Linked DNA regions of Drosophila melanogaster: region 1 is linked to region 2. A link is a contact called in public Hi-C data. All regions are on one chromosome and are shown on one strand. The core of a region is the stretch at or near the end of the contact, and the rest is flanking DNA. Distances in the headings are between cores, read along the strand shown. Region 1 holds the start of Fer2LCH (Ferritin 2 light chain homologue). Region 2 holds the start of CG34300.

Evidence for each region. Hi-C and Micro-C count contacts between places; a contact is called where the count stands out from the background.
Region 1: a Hi-C map of the Kc167 cell line shows a contact between it and region 2, with 4 times the contacts expected there. A contact is called at or near these places in 4 of 107 Hi-C or Micro-C datasets (the Clone 8 cell line, the Kc167 cell line, the S2 cell line and 1 more) and 4 of 7 datasets of targeted methods (the Kc167 cell line and the S2 cell line).

What each region holds. Positions count from the first base shown.
Region 1 is chr3R:30,382,475-30,389,258 of dm6, forward strand. Fer2LCH (Ferritin 2 light chain homologue) reads left to right here and starts at 5,330. Exons shown (of 4, transcript NM_080063.4): 1 at 5,330-5,447; 2 at 6,106-6,428; 3 at 6,725-6,784. The coding sequence starts at 6,737. It overlaps Fer1HCH (Ferritin 1 heavy chain homologue), which reads right to left and starts at 5,704. Exons shown (of 3, transcript NM_080134.4): 1 at 4,990-5,704; 2 at 3,845-4,122; 3 at 3,099-3,782. The coding sequence starts at 5,056. The coding sequence ends at 3,510.
Region 2 is chr3R:30,303,611-30,310,615 of dm6, forward strand. CG34300 reads right to left here and starts at 3,030. Exons shown (of 4, transcript NM_001104510.2): 1 at 2,910-3,030; 2 at 2,738-2,820; 3 at 2,549-2,684; 4 at 2,198-2,488. The coding sequence starts at 3,030. The coding sequence ends at 2,406. It overlaps heca (headcase), which reads left to right. Exons shown (of 6, transcript NM_001276174.1): 2 at 5,542-5,638.

The DNA.
Region 1 (6,784 bases), core at 4,080-6,579, 81 kb after region 2:
AATCATTTATACAAATTTTCCATACACTACGTATATTTTTATCTTTGCATTATAAAATCAACTATTGTTGTTCAAACAAAAACACAAACAAAATAAAAATAAAAATAAAATAATTTGCATTTAATAATCAAAATAACTTCACTAGGTTACGTTATTTTTCAAAAGGAGGGAGATGTAGTATGTGCCTATGCAATATTAAGAACAATTAAATAAAATAGCATATTAACTTATGGCAGCACTTTGTTGCTATGTTTATGTTTATGTTTATGCACGCAGTTAGGCCAGGGCGGATGTAACATGATCACCCACTCGAAGGCCACAAAGTATAAGTGCATTGCCCACTCGAAGGCAAAAAGTATAAGTGCATGGTCAGCATTCACACGCCGACCAAATACATATTACATACGTACATACATATCTCGCTCTCCCGATAAGCCTAGATATATAAGATATACATAAGAACGCCGCTCCGCTGCTGGCGTACCCGGCAGCGCAGCTACGCGGATTAGCCTAAGTCCAAATATATAAAAAACTGTAAAATCGGAGAGACTCTGTAGACGTTGAGCTGACAGAACCATTTCTGCCTACTCTAAAATCAAAAGAAGAAATTGAATAAATATATGTCAGCCCGACGGCTGCCTTCAACTTAAAACGGACTTGTGTTCTTAATTGGAGTTCATCATTACAATAGCTATATAAGCTATATATAGGAGTGTTCGATCCTATAGCTCTCTACCAACCCATTTTCGCCGCTTGACTTTTTCAACCGGTTTTAAAAGGATTTCCCGGGGGCTATGGCTGTCACTCCTAAATGGGCGCCCAGAGATTTATGGTGAGAACAGCAAACAAGCGGAGAAAGTGGCAAGTAATCGAAGTGAGGGCAGTGCAGTTCAGATGAGCGAAAGACAAAGGAACTATTCGGACATAAATCATCTCCTGGCGGCAGGCGGCGGATGTCCTGCGGCGCTGGCTGCTGCCACTTGAATTCAGAACCGGTTCTGTTCGGTTCGGTTCGCTTAGGTTCGGTTCGGCTTGACGCAGGATCCTTCAGTGGACAGGACTCACTTCCCGATTTCCATTTCTATTTCCATTTCATGCCTATTGTTCTGGCCGGCGTTGCAAATTTGTCAGCGAACGAGGAGCAGGACAAATGTCAGCGCGATAAGCGTGCAGGCACTTTTATCTGAAGGATATGCGCAGGATGAATCACTCGCACGTCCCTGTCCAGAATATTTCACTGCCAAATTGGCTGGCTATCTGTGTAACTAAAAAAATATGCAAAAAAAAGTTATTTTCTATCGATACGACTTTAAGATACCCTGTAGTCAAAGGACATTGCAAGAATACAAGTGCTTCTGCTTGTAAATAAATATTGAGATCATATGCAGGGTACTAAGAAACAACATTTATAAAAAAGGCAATAAAAATCATTGGCAAATTGGTCGAAAGGCATGAACAATAGTTTGTCTCCTTTGGCCAAGATTGATAGTGGGTCCAAAGGTCATGGGCCATTTGTATGCTGGACACACCACCCGAAAAACTCCGCCCCTTCTTTTTGGTCAATCGAACGAATTGCGCTTAAATATTTGCGGCGCTTATCGAAAAATTTGCGGCCCATTGTCGAGAGGATTGATGCAATTTTAAATCCGCAACGAACAAGGACATCTGCTCAAATATTAGCTTATGAAATTGTTTAAAATGCCACGCACTAACCCATTCACTTCGGTCACGCTCCGGAAAACGGAAAATCTGGTCGAAGATGGCGGTGGTGGGCGGGAAACCCGAGCTCAGCCTTTTGACAGTTGCCACAATTTATCATAATTCAATGCATGGCATGACCTGTCAATCACTCGAATCGACATGGACGTGGACATGGACATCGAAGGGGTGAATCGAGCACACATTAGCCGCAGGGCAGGGGGTGGATAAGGCCGATGTGTTTGTGGACATTTTTACAAGTGACTTATGAATTATTCCGTGCACTTGCTCCTGTCCATCTGCAAGTAGCACACTGAAAACTAAATACTAGTTTATTACTTATAACAATATTTGAGCAAAGGGGAAGAAATTACTATAAGAACCTCGTGATATATAGTAAAAGTGAATACAATTTTTTGCAGTGCAGTTAGCGTCTCGCTTTACTTCCTCTTTATGGTTGGCTTTTTGTGTTTTCCAATCAGATTAGCATGGTAAGGGGTTAAGAGTACGGGGTTACCACCGCTGGGAGGGGACCACATGAAAGGGTCAATAATGGGACTCGAGACGAAGATGCTGACATTTATCAAACGGAATATGCGATGCGTACAACCATTAGACACTGCCCACTGATGGACGTCGGACGATGGACAGGCGAGACGTGATCCCAGATACGGCTCATCAAGTGCATTGTCGTGGGACAATAAAGGGTTAATCGGCTAACAGAGAGATTGCAATATTATCTTCTGAGCAAATTGGAGTTGGGAAGACAGCAAAAATTAGCGAAAGTAGATCCAAATATTAAGTGTATCAATTGTAAGGCGTATCACTTGATTCCGCACTCTACTCAACTCTCCAAGGACCTCTGTAATCTGATAGGCTTACTGAACCAACAGAGAGTAGAAACAAAGTTTTGCTTTATTGTGATTTTACGAAATAACCTACAACTTCACCATTCCCAAAAACACAATTTCTTTTTCCTTAAACATTCCAGTTTTAAACACCTTTTTTACAGTTTTTTCGTTGTAAGTTGGCCAAAATATGTCACAAGGCTGAAAAACGCACTTTTTTAGTCAGCTGGGGTCCTCAGCTAAAGACCCATATCAATATTTGCTTTAATTTGGAAAAATAATTTTTCGGCCAAATTTCGCATTTTTTGTAAGGGGTAACATCATAAAAAATCGAAAAAATTTTCAAACCAAAAATTTCTCTAAATGAGTTACCCGTCGTTTAGGAATATTTTTACAAGTTCAACGAGGTATTCCACTCCACAATTGGACGTGTCTTTCCCAAGATATAGCACTTTTTCTGTGAAATCCCCATCGAAAATTATCAACAAGAATAAAATCACCCTCGTTTTCCATCTGAAAAAACTCCCTCAAAAACAAACGCATATACAGTTTATTTCGTTACATATATATTGTTATTTATTTAAGAACTTGCTCGTCTAATTGACAGAAAAATATAAAGATATAGGATGTATTGAATGGGTTGTGCTGAGTGTCTTACTATGCGAATGAGCGATTCCACTTAAGCCTAGGCGAAATCTCGGCGATTGCATAATGTGGAGCCCCCTCCCGAGGTGTACGGAAATCACAAGTGGTTGATAAGAAAGAACAGACGTGGAATTTTGCTGTGCTGGTTTGAGGATCGCAGTCGAACGGATAATTTATTGGCCAGTCGCCGACTTGGCTGGTGATGATTTAATAGCGGACCCTCGGGAAGGCTCTCTGGGCTGACAGATAACAGATAACTCGACTGGCTGATAATTTTGATGCGTGACTGGGCGCTGCGCCTTCTCTATCTCCACCTCCTTACAGGGTCTTGTCGAACAGGAACTCGCCCAGTTCGCCGTTGGTGTCCATCATCTTCTTGAGAGTGGTCAGCTTGCCGGCGAGCTCGCGCTGTCCGTGGAGCTGCTCCTCCAGATAGACACCGGTCAGGTAGTCCACCAGGTGGTAGTGGTTGTAGGGCTTGTTCTCGCAGGTCTGGATCAGCTTGCGGATGGACTTGGTCACCTTGATCTCCAGGTCGAGGGCGTCGGACAGGGCGGCGGCACCATCGGTCCACTCCTGCTTGGCCACAGTCTGTGGGGGATTCGCCAGGATTAGCTGGGCTTTTGGGTTTTCTAGGCGAGTCGTCGACTTACCGGCACATTGATCAGATCGCTGACTCCCTCGGTCAGTTGACCGCGCATGGACAGGTACTCCACCAGCTTGGATCCGTGCTCACGTTCCTCCTTGGCGGCCTTGAAGAAGTGCTCGGCGAATCCAGGGCGGTTGACGGTGTCGCGGGAGAAGTAGGCGCCCATGGCCAAGTACTGGTAGGAGGCGTTGATCTCCTCCTGGATCTGATTGCGCATGCCCTTTATGCAGGCATCCTTCATGTCCACCCAGTCCTTGGTAATCTCAGGAACAGCCAGGGAGCCTGCAATGGGATAAGGTTGGGTTAAGTCGGGGGACCACGATAACAATATATGGCTAGTATTCAGCTTTAAAAAATTTATTTTTGTAATCAGAACTTAGGTAAATTTTAATATTTTAAAAACCTTTGCACTCTTGGTCTTGACCTTCATGGCTTAGGTTTTGTTTTTCTTTTAGTTGATGCTCTTCTCGCTCCCTTTGAAGCTCTCTCACGAAACTCTTGCTTTCTTGCTTGGCTGAGGGGTAGGGCGTTGTTGGTTATTGCATTTAAGAGGGCGTAATTGCATAAACCTTTGAAATTGCGCTTGAAATGCCGCTATTCTAGGGCACAAAAACCGTGTGCAAAACTGTAATGGCCTACTCTCCCACTCTCTCTCTCTGTTTTTGTAACTGCATTGGTAACGTGCGCAGCTCTCGCCGCCATAGTAACGGCATTTGTTTTCGTGTAGTGCCGTGTGCAAAAAGCATGGTTCACCATGCTAGCTCACTCGGCCCGTAAAAGCCGTGTGCAAAGAGCGCCTTGAAATGTAACAACAAAAAGTCAAGCTTATTTATACCGCAATATTCATGGAAATGAAAGCGAAATTCGCATTATTTAATTATGAAAATTTATGTATAAAAACTGGTTATCATTTCCCCAAAGCGCAACGGAAGTATCAATAACTTTTAAATCAACTGGTTTGGTAACTTCACTTCATTGACGAAAGAGAGTGAAAGAGCGTCAAAGAGAAACGGCGCATGCTCTTTTCAACGCATTACAAATGTTTTGCTTCTCTTTGCGTATTGCGTCGAAATTTATTGTTTTTTTTCCGATGACCTGCCTTTGTTTTGTTTGAAATTCTGATGAATAAAACGTAACATTAGTACTTACACTTGAAATCTCCATAGGCCTGGGCCACCACGGCCAACAGGAGCAGGCTAGCAATTAGTTTCACCATCTTTGATCGTCGAACGTAGTCTTTACACAAAATCACAGAACAAAAATTTGTTTTTCACTTTAGTTTGATTTGCTTGAAATGCACAAATGAGAATGAGGCGACTCGAGTTGAGCTACAATGTTAAATAGGCGTTGAAATTGAAAATCTAGCTGCCTTTACACACACTGGCGCAGAAGGCGTCGCCTGCTTCAATTTGATGGGCTTGATTGGGATTATTTTCGACTTCTCGAATGCTTTCCAGTACCTTCTGCTGACAGCTTTAATCTGATTTTTCAGTGGAGCTAAGGCCTTTCTACGTTGTGTTTTAGCGAACTCGAAAGCGAACTGTCGCTCCGAACGGCGCACAAAACACTTTTAAGCGCGCGCGCTCTCGGTTTTTCTTCGTGTGTGTGTGAGTGATGGGAGAGTGTGCACTGTTATCTTTTCAACATGTCGCCCGTTCTTTGTTAACCGTTTAAATGGCTGATAATTGAATATTCCCGATAATTGCCGCACTCAATGTGATACACACGTCCTCAATATGGGTATACTTTGTATAAAGTCGGGTTTCCTAGTCAGATAATCCCCACTTACTAAGAAGTAAATTTATCAAATGCAATATGGCCGCTCTTTTGAGATGCGCATCAGCTGTTCTTTGTTTTTGTTTTGGCCGTGGGAGAGCACCACGTCATGTGTTGCCAGGCGGTTTAATTATTGCTGACAATTTAATTCACATTTTGTCAAGTTGATTTGCACGTTCGAAGGGGGGATCAGTCACCCACTTTGATAACTGCTAATATGGCGACGGCTCTTTTTTACGTGTCGCTTGCAGAGCTCCAAGAATGACACTTGATAAGAAGGATACATGGTGGGAAAACTTACAAATTACATAATTTGTTTGTTGATTGGGGAAACCCTACATTATCTCCGAACCCAGCAATAATATGTATTGTAAATAGCAACAGTCTCAAGCTCGATGCTGCTGTGAATTACCAATATATCAAAACTTAAAACATTATCTTAGGAGGTAGATGGTTTATCTGCAGTTTATTTTCAATTCTCATCGTTAGCTGATAAAACTCTCAGGAAACCACTTGAAATCCAAAGTGCAGCGTCCATATTTTGCACACGCTGACAACCCTGTCGTGAGTCACCTTCCAGCAGGCGCAGCAACAACAGCACTGGCAGCGGCCATATTTGAATGACACCGAAATCCCGCACTGAGCGCAAAACAACACATGCCCATGCACGCTCTCCAAAACCACACACACACAGCCATATCGATCGCATAGAAAGAGACGTACGCGACGCTATAAACAGCAGTTGATTTTCAGAGTTTCACCAAGAAGCACATAAAGCGATTGAATTATTAATAAAAGCACAGGCACTGGAAGTGAGTTTTAATATTACTAACTAACTACTTTGTGAGTGTTTAGTTACGAAAACTAGAAAATAATATTCTGGAAACTGTGTTTTTAAACCGACCACCATATAAATTTAAAAACCAAAACATTCCATTGGTGGTGGTTTTGTTGTTAAAAAAGAGCACAGAAAATTCAAGAAAACGCTACGACGCAAAACGAAAAAACTCGCCCAAAATGAAAACAAAAGTGTCTGTTTTCCAATTGTCAATTGTTGTGAAACTAATTTCCTTTGTTTTCGCCTCTCGAATTTGATTTTAATTTACAGTAAACCGTCGACATGAAATTTTTCGTTGCACTCGCTCTCTTTGCGTGCCTCGGCTCTCTT
Region 2 (7,005 bases), core at 1,780-4,279:
TCACCAACTTTATGATGCTTTCTATTACAGGAGAGATTGCATATTATTGCATTGCATTTCATATATGTTTTGTAGTTTTTTTTTTATGTTCACTACATGGAAATGCGCTATATCTTCTCTCTGAAAAATTCGATTTAAATGTTAATAAATTGCTGTGTGATTTTATTTATTTTATTTTATTTATTTATTGGGGGTGCGTGTTTAAAGCCTGGGAAAATATATAAAAAAGTCAAACCGCACCCCCAAGCTAACAAGGTAAAATGAAAAATCATAAAAAAAGGGGAAAATTTGGTAACAGAGAAATGAAAGTCAAATTCGTTTTCTTATTTAATTTGATTTGCCTTTTCGGCGATTTTCATTTCGATTTTGATTCGACTCTTGCGGTGCCAACTTTGCCATTTGAAGTGCTATTTTTTTTTTTTTTTAGCAATTCCAATCTCCTGCTTTGCATTGATTTATCTTTGTTTGGCCTACTGCAGTTTTCGAATATCTACCTCGCTTAGGAAAAAGTTCAATCAAATAAAGGGGCGTGGCCCAAGAAGAAGGAGGGCGGTGGGTTGGCCAGACTTAATCAATAACCAGAAGCAGCAGCAGCAGCTCCAAACAAAGAAATACATATTTATTGCTTTTTATATTTAAAATCGAAATGCAGGTGAGAAGAGGGGCTGGGCTGTGGCCCACAGCCAGTTGTTTATGGGAAAAACGTGAGAAGCGGCTAGTGCACGAAAACTGTGTACGTCGCTCGTCTATTTACATTTGCCATTATTATTATTATTTTTGTTTTCATTTTTTGCATTGGTTGCGCATTTTGGGCAGTGTCTAATTTATCGAGAGGTGTGGTCGCTCCAAAAGGCAACAAATAACAGCAATCGCAATCAAATTATCAAATGTACAAATCTCAACGACAATTTGAAGCGCTTGAAAGAATCGCACGGACAGGTACTGGGGAAATAAAAACATTAAAGATAGACTAGCAATTCTGGCGGCGCCCAGAATTTGGCAATTTATCGATCAATTGCCATGTCGCAGCTGTGACATTTGCTTGGAGGCCACAAAACCCATCGGAAGAAAGAGCTGACCCAAAGAAGCTCCCATCTCCATGCAAATGAAGTTCGAAGATTGTGTTGCTATGGTTAAAACGGCGAAAATAAGATCAGTTCCAATCGCAGAGCAGAGCAAATTTTGGACCGGCGAAACATGGACAAACATGAAAGCCATTAAATTCGACGAGGGCAGCTGCTTGGAGACACGTCTAAATTTAGCGCGGGTCTCGAGATATGAGTATCACATAGAGGGACAGTTGGTATCACAAATATAAGGCTAAAACCATATCAGTGAATGTAATTGATGGGAAAACGTTTTTAATACGATATAAACAGAAGGATGTATACACAATTGTAAATCAATCCATTCAGTACGTTTTCAATATGACTAAATTTCGTACAAAAAATTATCGCCCTCTCACAAATTCGATTTACCCAAATTAAACGATTCTCCATAATCGATTAAGGGCATTTTCGAGTGGTAAATTAAACACTTTCGGCCTTTAAATTATCCAATCACCCGATTATCGATTATGGCCACCGCAGGCTCTCCACATCCGTTGACTTATATTTTTGCCACGCACTGTCAGTGGCCCGCGTTGTATTTGCATAAATTAAACTAATTGGGCGCCAAAGCAAAGTCACCGCAAATGAATTTACATAAACCAATGTATGGAGTGGTGGGGGAGGGGGGGCTTACAGTGGAGCGGGGGATCCACAATCGAAGTTTAAGTGGAGCTCGCTGGCCGTTGTTTTTGTTTTGTGTGCGAGGCAATCCCCGAGACCCGAGACAGAAATTGAAACATTTCACATTTTTAATTTGTACGTGATAGGGCAAATAGTTTTGCCACTTGATGGGCACCCTCCCCCCCTCCCCCCTCTCACTTTGTGGCACGGAAAATTATGCAGCACACAAATCAGCTCCAGTTTTTCCTCCAATTTTTCGAGTTTTCCCCTCTCGACTTGCATTGCATGCTAACGTGGCTGGGCAGACAAATCGACTCTTTTTCTGTCTGGCAGCACTTAGCACGTGATTGAAAATTGCCCGGGAATGAAGTGATTGGGTTTCCACTCCTCCGAGAAGGAAAACAGTGGAATAGTATTCCCTTCTGCAATTCCGATTGCCTGCAATTCATTTACTGCTCTTCCATCGTAGTGATGAATACAAAATATATTTCTCTGTACAAACAATTTGCGGAACTTTGCTCTTTTCGTTTTTCTCTTTGTCTTTGGCATTAAAGGCAAATTTACAAATTAGTGTGAAATTAGGGCCAAAACAGAAAATAGCGTACATAGCGCAAAAACCAACACAAGAGCGCAGAATAAACACTCAAGATCCAGAATTAACGATACCCCTTCGCCTCAGTCGTCGTTTTCGGGATTGTGTTCCCAGAGAAGGCGTCGCCAGTAGAAAAATGCCACTATCCAAAAATAAAGGCTAAAAGCTGAAGGAAATAATTGGTTTGTCAATTGAATTGAATTGGTCAAACAAAACAATCACTTACCTAGGGTGAAGAATACAGGAATCGATTCTAGAGTGCAGAAGCTACAACTTAACGCATAATTGATTATAAAGGGGCTACAAAAGATCAGGTGGATTATATCTGTTACCAGATAGATGATCACCAGAAATTCGATCTGCTGTAAGAGATGATATGGGATCAGAGAGTGGACTTGCGGAAGTGATCACATACCAAGATACTGCTCATCATCAGAAAAATCGATCCAAAAAAGTGCACCATATAGGCAGCTCTGCTAATTACTAACAGACGACCATCTGTTTGTGGGAATATTATAACCAATATATTAACCAATTTATATTCTCTAAATTAGAAGAGAATAAAAGCAGAGCTTACCTCTGCTTACCTTCGCCAACAAAGAACCCCAGGATCGATGCGAAAATCTCGAAAAGCGCCATGAAAAAGCATCCCGCCCGCAGATTCACACAGCAGCAACAGGATTTGAGCCAGGTTCCCCGACATTTCATCTCTTGTTTGACAGCAGGCCAAAGGCCTCGTCAGATCAAAGATCCCATACTAGAAAAGTGCATGTTGCAAAGCGGAAGGTCACACTGCAGCAAAGACTGCTTCAAAGTGCGCCATGGTCACTCTATTTTAGCCACTCCATTTGGCTAGAAAATAGCTTATATGGCACTTCAGTTTCGCTTGTGTATCATTTTTTGTTTTATTTTTTTTTTGTCGGCCATTCAAGGTCAGAGTCAGCTGCTCGCAACATGTGATAATGTTTGGTATTCTAATTTGAAACGCCTTTGTCTTGGCTGCTCAACTCATTTGGCTCATTCAATTTGACAGGCGACGGAAGCGACGCCGCCTATAAATTACAGCGTATTCATGGCTCTCGAATTTTGTTGGTTGGGACCTGGTTTCTGATTCCGCCACTCGGACTTCGCCCAGCTGTGTCTGCACATCACTTTCAGCTCAATTCAAGTCCAAAAATTTCAGACAGGAAGAACCGGCCAGCCCCCAAAATCCAATGCCCATTGATTGTTCCAATGACAGCTATATGCTATAAGCTATATAGCTGGAGCTGACAGGAGGCGGATCTGACTCATGTAGATCTCGAAATGAATGCAAAATTCGTAAAATAATATAGTATCGAAATATGAAACAATCTTACACTCTGCTAAATGAGATGCTTGATTGGAAAAACCGGGGCTGGCTATGAAGTTAACAGTCGAAGTCATTGTAATCAGTCGTGTTGCAAAGTGCTTGTCACTAGCTAGATGATTATTTATTCTACTTACTTGCTTGCCTATTAAAAAACCATTGAATTCGCCTTTGCCAGTGTGATTATAATCCATAATTCGCTGACCAAATTCATGGGCCATCCAAATACGATATTCGATTTTATTCTGGCACGTTGTGCGCCCCAATAAAGAAAGGGGTACACTCATAAAAATTAAGATCGCTCTGATTGGGAGCTCTTGCTAAAGAAAGAGCAGAAAGAGCGCACGTGTTCGGGCCAAAAATGTACAATAATAGGCGGTGAGAAGGCCAGAGCAACGCATTTGGGCCATTAAAATTCATTAGCCGTGCACATCTCGATCTGGAGTGCGAGATCCGATCAATAAAATAAGCAAACAATAAAGAGACCGGGTCGAGCACATTCATTCAATATGAATAGCGATCTGAACGATCTGAACTGACCAGCAGCTGTGTGTGTTTTTTTTTTTCGATTCGAATTAAAATTCATATTGCCCAAATTAGCAGAAATCGCTCGAGGGGCGAAAGTTGTGGGTGGCTTGGTTGGCTGAGGAGTGGAACGCTTGGCTTAATTAACCTTTCGAAATTGAATTTCCTCACCGCTTGTAATTGTTTTAAAAATAAATTACAAATTTGCAGCGCTCTGTTGATTAGCACAAGTCGATGACTAACTCGAAAATGACGCGACATTCGGTCTGCTTTGTTTATGTTATATAATCGAAGTCAAGGTGTAAATAAACAAACAGCGTATTATAGCATTTCTAATGGCTCAGCTTTCGCCTGTTCCAACAAGCAGATAAGGTAGTTTTTGTTGTTGTAGATAAGTTGAAATTCCACACGAGCTAAGTGGGGGGGCCCACCTCCCCCACCCCCCCACGCAAGCTGATAAGAGCTGTAGAAATAAAATTAAAATTTAAATAAACCGAAGGGGGTAAAAAACAAAAAACAAAAAACAAAAAACGAAAAAAAACGAGACAAAGCTAAACGAAATCTATTCAATGTCAAGGTCAACAAATGAATTCGAATGTTTGTCCCATGTCGTTTCTTCTCTCACTGCTTTTGCACATTTTCTGTTTGCTTTCGTTTTTGTTTTTCTTGTTAATTTTATTGTATATTTCTGTATATTTCTGTAGATTTTTTCTTTTTTTTGCCTTATATTGGCCATTGTTGATAACTTTATTTGCGTTTGCTTTTGCTTTGGCCGTAGGCCATATAAAACAAGCTGAAAGAAAAATATGGCAAAAATTCCCAGCGCGCCCCCCCGAAAAAGCTAGAGGGATTTAAAAATAATTTTATTTGTTTTAATTTTATAATGTCATTCCTAAGCTTTTAAGGCCATTTGAGCAACATTTGTTTTTGTTTTTGTTTTTATTTTTCTGACGTCAGTAAAAGTGGGCAAAGTAAATGAAAAGAAATTTCATTATACATGTAGACTATTAGAGAGTCACGTAGCATTCGATTAGTCAGAATAATGCCAAGTTACGTGGCTTGCGGCCAATATAAATATATATATATACAGCAATATTTACATAAGCGCATAGTTTGGCGAGGGAAATCCTTATCGCCATCGCATCCGGCTTGAATTCGAGTTCGAATTCGAATTCGCATTCGAATTGGAGACTGGAGGAATTTCCGCTCGCCTGTCATATTTGCAATTTTCCAGCTGTCAGTGAATTTACATTTTTATTTAGAGGAATTTGTGCATTCACATTTATATGCGCTTATCTATATTTTTTTTCTGATTTATGCATATATTTCTCTACGATTCTTTCCAGCTCCACATCTGGCTGCAATGGGATCTTTTCGCGTCGCCTGGACTTTTCGTCGTTCAATTTGCTGCCAAAGACTCGTTTGAATTCTTATCAAGTCAAGGTGAGTTATGTCCATGAATAAATATGTTTGTATGTAATGCACCAGTCGAATACCTAGGGTATTTACTCGCACACTCATTGACAACGTTGCTTACACACTCATATTGAGAAACCGCAAAGTTGGCTCAACTTGAATCGAATCCGCCCGCTTTCTTGGAAGGACAGGCAAACAAATTTGTATCTGCCTGACTTGACAAACTTGCAATTGGATATGCCTCGGTTTAGAAGTGCAAGTAGATGGTTCTCGACTTGACGGCTTATATTTTCATTGGATTAGATCATTTCCAGCTGGTCAGCAGCAGAGGCTGTCAAGCTGAGCTAGAATTCCCGGAAAATGCAGCGTAGAAATATAGAAATATTCATTGTCTAAGCTGTTTTTTTTTTTTTGCAGTCACATGAGTAGCTAGTGCGACAAAAACAACTCAGAAGCAGTGGACAGAATGGGCTCTAGTACTGTGTATTATTTAAACTATATATATTAATCGAAACAGCGCTATTCTATTTTCTCAGTGCACATCATCTTCGATTGTCAATGAGTGCATTGAAAGTCAATCAAGGGGAAAAGTCTTTGGGCCTGCTGCTTATATTTCAATCTGCGCCGCCCCTCTCATTCAGCTTTTCCAAACCCCCTTCAATCCGAACCCCCCCCCCCCCACATTCTGCTGCATTATTCCCTTCTGTATAGGCTCCTATATTACCCCGATTCCCCTGTGGAATTGTTTCGGATTTCTGTTTACACTCGGTGTAATGCCCAGCCAAACAATTTGATGGTCGTGTGGGAGTAAGGGAGATGAGATGAGATGGTTGGCTCAAGTGTAAGTTGATTTCAATTGTACGCCACTGGCCACTGCACTGAGAAAATTACCACACACAAAAAAAAAAAGAAACAAAAACAGATGTAATAATATCTAGTTCGAAATAAAGTAATGAAATATATTACATTTCTTTCGGTGCCCCCGCCAGTCATTGGATTTCGAGATACCCAAACCCTTCGACGAACTGCACATTGTTGTGGATTATGCTCGGTTGAATCCCATTGTTGGTTGCTGCTGCTCCCTCCGATTGATATATATGATTGGGCTTGTGGTTGAGGCGGGCACACGGCTATTGAACCGAGTAAAACCGATTTGGAGCCGCAGTTCTGGACTGGGAATTGCTTGAAGTGGCAATTAGCGAGCCTCCAAGGCGAGCTGCACCATTTGCGGTTGTCAAACCGAAGCGAACCCATCTCCATCCTGGTCAGAACTCATGAAATCATAGCATATATGTATGTATGTACGTGGCTGCACAAGTCCTTGGAGTGCGCCTTGAATATTTCATAAGCAGCAAGGGCGAATTTGCAGCAGGACAATTGGGGGGAAAATCCTG